2 separate regions of the Pan troglodytes genome follow, and region 1 is linked to region 2. Evidence: chromatin contacts called from public HiChIP or PLAC-seq data. All regions are on one chromosome and are shown on one strand. The core of a region is the stretch at or near the end of the contact, and the rest is flanking DNA. Distances in the headings are between cores, read along the strand shown.

Region 1 (3,104 bases), core at 487-2,986, 280 kb after region 2:
TGGTTGTCCAGTAATTGTGCTGTTGCCTTCTAGGGGTCTGCAGTCTAGTTGCAGTTTCAGGACACCAGACTTCTCACCCCTCAAGCCACTAGAGGGCAGAGTTAAGGCATGCCAGCCCAGGTTGGTGATGTGGTGCTCAGCCAGGAGAGTGCGGGACCCTTGGCGCCTCCTCCTTGGTCCCCATCGGAAGATCCTCAAGCAAAGAGTGCCAGGAAGGGTGGGGAGCACGTGCAGCCACAGGCGGGCATGGTACAGGTGGTGGGACCGAGGAGTGGACAGGTGAAAAGTGAGCAGGGAGCTGTAGGCTGAAGTGGAGTCTGCCCGAAAGACAGAAAAGGGAAAGAAAATGTGAGCAGAGATGAAGCTCTCCTCTGAGACTCCCCAAGCCCTGCCCACTGCTCTCCCTCGAACCTACCTCTAAAAAAGTAGAGACTGTTTTGTGTCCTCTGCAACCAGTCCCTGCCCCAGCTCCTCCTTCTCCTGCCACACCCCACTCCCTCTGCTGCTCCTGCCAGGCTCCCCTTCTGCCTCCCTTTCCCTGTCTGCTCTTTGCCTGTTGCTCTCTCCCTCACCCACCTGTGACAGTAGCAAAGCTGATGACCTCCTCCCCATTCCCTGGAGCCACACTCCCTGGCTGTAGTCTCCGGAGGGCTCTGGTCAGCGCTGCCTGGGGTGGAGGATGAGTTATTCTGGGACGACTGGTCAGGTGCAACCCATCCAGGATTTGCTGCTTGGCTAGCTCCAGCACCAGAGCTCGTTCTGCTTGGGGTGCCAGTTTGGAGCCCCCACAGGAGGGACACACAGACCCTGTCCCCTGTGCTCGCACCAGTGCCCACAGCAGCACCAGCCAGAGCTGGACATCAGGGAGCCGCATGCTCCTGGTGAATGGCCCTGGTTCAGGAGCCTCGGACGGCAGTTGCTCCGTCTGTTGAGTCTGATTGCTGGGGGCCAATGAGGGCGCAGTGACAGCAGACACCACTGCCACACCTACCCTTGGCCAAGGGTACAGCCACCTGTCTTCTATTGTCTGGGACTCAGGAAGGCTGAAAGTAGATCATCTGATGGATAGCTGTGCTTGACCCTCACAGCTCATGTCTGGCTACTGACCTGGGGCCTCTTTAGAGCCAGCTGCCTGGGGCTTCCAAACCTAGTGGTCAGCCAGCCGACCTACCCTCTGAGTCCCAGGATTGGCCAGCTGTGCTGCCCATCAGGCCCCTGCAGGGGGTGGAGGTCCTCCTCCCCACCAGCTCAGGTTTCACCATCTGGCCATGGTGACTGGGCCTGAAGTAGGGGTATGGGGGTGGGGGGATGCAATGTGGACACGCATGATGCAAGAAAGAGGATGATTTCACATGCTCAGTCCCCAAGGTCTGGGACTTGGGGGAGGGAACGCCTTATGAGCCAGGTGGGGAAGGGCAATTTTCCCTCATACCTCTAGTCTTTCTAGCTTCACCACTGCTGCAGCAGTTTCCATGAGGCAGCTGTGAGTTCCAGTGGGTATTTCTCTGGGGCCCTTAGGCCAGAAGGAAAATTCTGGTCTCTTTATTTCTAGCATTGGGGCTAGGACAGGGATGAGGGTTTGGGCAGGTAGGAGAATGGAGCCCTCTTGCTCAGGCCCAGGTGGCAGTGCCACGAGGCACAGAAGTCACCCCCTGACCCTGCCTGTGCTGGCCGCCCAGAGTCCAGTTGGCCTGGAGCATGATGTGGAGCATGATGTGGAGGAGGGCCAGAGCCGGCGGGGGTTGGGGCAGGGAACGTGTTCCTGTGATGTCTGGGGAAGCCCAGAGAGGTGGTGGTGGTGGTGATGCAATCTTACACAGGGCAGAGTCCATCAGGACTGTCAGGGGGCATGACACTTGGGAGGGCCTATACCCAGCTGCCACTTCTCTTTCAAGGGACTGTGAGAGTTGCCTAAATTTGGGGCATCCTAGAAGTAGTGCCAGGCCTCCTTTTTTTCTTAAATTTTTAAAATTTAAATTTTATTTTATTTTACTGAGGTAAGGTCTCAATCTGTTGTTCAGGCTGGAGTGTAGTGGCACAATCATAGCTCACTGCAGCCTTGAATTCCTGGGCTCAGACAATCCTTCTGCCTCAGCCTCCTTAGTAGTTGGGACTACAGGTGCGCACCACCACACCTGGCTAATTTTTAAATTTCCCACAGAGACAGGGTCTCGCTATGTTGCCCAGGCTGGTCTTGAACTCCTGGGCTCAAGCAATCCACTTGCCTCAGCCTCCTAAAGTGCTGAGGTTACAGGCGTGAGCCACCGCACCACCCTTCAGGCCTGTTAATGGGGGTAGAAAATGGGAGCTCTAAGAGCTTTTGACAACAAAGCAAGGCAAATACAGCAGTCTTGGTTCCCAGTCTCAGCCCTCCTGACCACATTTTCTCACTGTCTTTATTTTATTTTATTTTATTTTATTTTATTTTATTTTTTGAGGCTGAGTCTCGCTCTGTCGCCCAGGCTGGAGTGCAGTGGCACAATCTCGGCTCACTGCAAGCTCCACCTCCCGGGTTCACACCATTCTTCTGCCTCAGCCTCCCGAGTCGCTGGGACTACAGGTGCCCGCCACCACGCCCGGCTAGTTTTTTGTATTTTTAGTAGAGACGGGGTTTCACTGTGTTAGCCAGGATGGTCTCCATCTCCCGACCTCATGATCTGCCCGCCTCGGCCTCCCAAAGTGCTGGGATTACAGGCATGAGCCACCGCACCTGACCTATTTTTTATTTTATTTTTTATGTTTTTGAGACAGGGTCTCACTCTGTCATCCAGGCTGGAGTGTGGTGGCCTGATCACAGCTCACTGCAGCCTCGACCTCCTGGGTTAAGAGACTCTTCCACCTCAGCTTCCAGAGTAGCTAAGTCTACAGGTCCGTGCCACCACACCAACCACACCACACCACACCACACAGGCTAATTTATTTTTTATTCTTTTGTAGAGACAGGGTCTTGCTGTGTTGCCCAGGGTGGTCTCAAGCTCCTGGGCTCAAGCGATCCTCTCACCTCAGCCTCCCAAGGCGCTAGGATTATAGACATGAGCCACCACACCCAGTCCTCACTGGCTTTAAATGGGGGAGGACCCAGACCCCTCCACCTTGAATTCATG
Region 2 (2,780 bases), core at 145-2,644:
AGCACTCAGATCTCTCCCTTCTCTCCTACCCTGCTAAGTTCCATGTTTGTCCCCATCCCTGGGGAACATTTTCCAAGTTCACTTTGGGACAGTCGAGCTCAAGTCTTGGCCTCGTCAAAGTATTAAATGTGGTGGTGTGAGTGGGAAAGGGAGCTGGGTCATGAGAACGGGAACCTTCCAGGTACCTGGGGGAGACAAGAGATCCTGGGGGAAGGGATTTCAGGGCCCCCACTTTCCCACTTCATCTTCCCCAGAATTGGCAGTGACCCTGGGTTTGCTCTGTTTACCGCGGCCCCTGTCCACCCAATAGATCGATTTTCACCCTTATCCCTAAATGCCATACCTCACAATCGCGCTTCCTAACCTTGGTGCGCGAGAGGAGGGGGCTAGGTTGTTGGAGGAGGTGAGTCCAAGTCCCAGGAAATCCAGCCCAGGATTTGGGAGAGAAATCCAGCCCTGGATTTTGCACCGCCCTCGCAGACATCGGTGCTGGTGGAGAAAAGGTGGGGGGGAGATAGGGTGGGGGGGCCTGGGGGCCGCCTCCTCCTCAATGTGAGGGGAGCGCCCGGACACAGCGCGCATCCGGACCAAGCCGAGCCCAGGCGAGGCCCCCGGACTCTTCGCCCGGATCTCACGCCCCTCCCCTCCCAGACCCCAGACCCGTGGGTTCCCACCCACCTCCCGTTCCCTCTTTCCTCCCCCGCCGCCTCCTGTATCTCCATCCCCAGCATCCTCCCCGCGCCCCTGCGAATCCCCCGCACGGCCAGCCCCACTAGCTTCCCACCCTCCTCTAGACCCTCTTTCCGACCGCATCCGCGGCTCCTGTCCCTTGAGTCCCAATTCCCCGCCCCTGCCTCCCCCGCACAGGTTCGTTTCCCCTAGCCTCCGCTCCCCTTTTCTGCTCCCTTTTCCTCTCTCTCCCCCATTTGCCCCCACTACTGTCCTCCCCTCCCTCCCCCACCCATCTCAGCGCCCCCACCCAGGCCGGGGTGGACGGTCCGGCGCGCCTCCCTGGAGCAGCACCAAGGTCCCGGGGCTCCAAGAGGGTGGGGGCGCAGGGCGGGGAGCATGGGGAGGGGGCGCCCCATGTGATGGGAGGGGGGCGCAAGCGGAGGCGGCGGAGGCGGCGGCGACAGCGGAGCCGGGCCGGGGGCTCAGCGGGGTCCGGGGGCTGGGGGCAGCGAGCAGGGCGGCCCCATGGCCGGGCCCCCCTGAGGCAGTCCGGGGGAGTCCCCTCCCCTCCCCAGCTCGGGGGTCTCCGGGCCCCATGAGCCGGGGCGCGGGCGCGCTTCAGCGCCGGACAACGACCTACCTCATCTCGCTGACCCTGGTTAAGCTCGAGTCGGTGCCTCCGCCGCCGCCTTCTCCGTCTGCGGCCGCGGCCGGCGCCGCCGGTGCCAGAGGCTCCGAGACTGGGGATCCTGGCAGCCCCCGAGGCGCGGAGGAGCCGGGCAAGAAGCGGCACGAACGTCTCTTCCACCGGCAGGATGCGCTGTGGATCAGCACGAGCAGCGCGGGCACCGGGGGCGCGGAGCCCCCAGCCCTGTCCCCGGCTCCGGCCAGTCCGGCCCGCCCAGTCTCCCCCGCTCCCGGCCGCCGCCTCTCCCTCTGGGCCGTCCCTCCGGGACCCCCGCTCTCCGGGGGACTGAGCCCCGACCCCAAGCCTGGGGGCGCCCCCACCTCCTCCCGGCGCCCCCTACTCAGCAGCCCGAGCTGGGGCGGCCCGGAGCCCGAAGGCCGGGCGGGCGGCGGCATCCCTGGCTCATCCTCTCCGCACCCTGGCACTGGCAGCCGGAGGCTCAAGGTGGCGCCTCCTCCGCCGGCTCCCAAGCCTTGCAAGACCGTGACCACGAGTGGAGCCAAAGCCGGCGGGGGCAAGGGCGCGGGTAGCCGCCTGTCATGGCCCGAAAGCGAGGGCAAGCCCAGGGTCAAGGGGTCAAAGAGCAGCGCTGGGACTGGAGCTTCGGTCTCTGCCGCCGCCACCGCTGCCGCCGCCGGGGGAGGGGGCGCTACAGCTTCGACCTCTGGTGGGGTCGGGGCTGGGGCTGGAGCCCGAGGGAAGTTGTCCCCTCGGAAAGGCAAGAGTAAGACCTTGGACAACAGTGACTTGCATCCGGGACCGCCTGCCGGCTCTCCTCCTCCGCTAACCCTCCCACCAACTCCGAGTCCAGCCACTGCTGTCACCGCTGCTTCCGCGCAGCCCCCCGGGCCTGCACCTCCAATCACTCTGGAGCCTCCAGCTCCGGGGCTGAAACGGGGCCGGGAGGGGGGCCGAGCATCCACTCGTGACCGCAAGATGCTCAAGTTTATCAGCGGCATCTTCACCAAGAGCACAGGAGGGCCTCCTGGCTCCGGGCCCCTTCCCGGACCCCCCAGCCTGTCTTCTGGCAGCGGGTCCAGGGAGCTGCTGGGCGCCGAGCTCCGCGCTTCCCCTAGTGAGTTGAGTCAGGGCTTGAGAACAGGGAGGGAAGGGTACCTGGAATGCTCAGCTTGGGGTGGAGGAGCGAGGTCCAGGAAACTAGGGAAGCTTTTCTCTGGGGTGGGCGGATGAACCAAGCTCACTCCTCTGCCAAGGATTGGGGCAAAGAATAGGAGTCCTGAAGCGGAGCGAGTAGCTGCATTGTGCGACAGGAGAAAGGACTTGATTTCAGAGGGACTCAGCCTCAGAGCTTTCTGGGAAAATAATGTCCTTGATCAGAGTGACTAGAAAATTGCTCCCAGAGAAGCCCAGGACCCCACTTCCAGCCTCAGCTGAACTCTGGGAGCATGGAAACGGGGCT

Evidence for each region. HiChIP or PLAC-seq counts read pairs in DNA pulled down with a chosen protein or histone mark.
Region 1: an H3K4me3 HiChIP or PLAC-seq map of stem cell-derived excitatory neurons shows a contact between it and region 2, with 4 times the contacts expected there. The contact joins the promoter of INHBE here to the promoter of TSPAN31 in region 2. A contact is called at or near these places in 1 of 7 Hi-C or Micro-C datasets (stem cell-derived neural progenitor cells) and 1 of 1 datasets of contacts at active chromatin or transcription factors (stem cell-derived excitatory neurons).

The regions. Positions count from the first base shown.
Region 1 is chr10:38,575,006-38,578,109 of NHGRI_mPanTro3-v2.0_pri, forward strand. It overlaps INHBE (inhibin subunit beta E), which reads right to left and starts at 1,737. Exons shown (of 2, transcript XM_509161.8): 1 at 577-1,737; 2 at 1-317. The coding sequence starts at 874.
Region 2 is chr10:38,292,787-38,295,566 of NHGRI_mPanTro3-v2.0_pri, forward strand. TSPAN31 (tetraspanin 31) reads right to left here and starts at 1,395. Exons shown (of 6, transcript XM_009425033.5): 1 at 1,313-1,395. The region is part of intron 1 of AGAP2 (ArfGAP with GTPase domain, ankyrin repeat and PH domain 2); the gene reads left to right.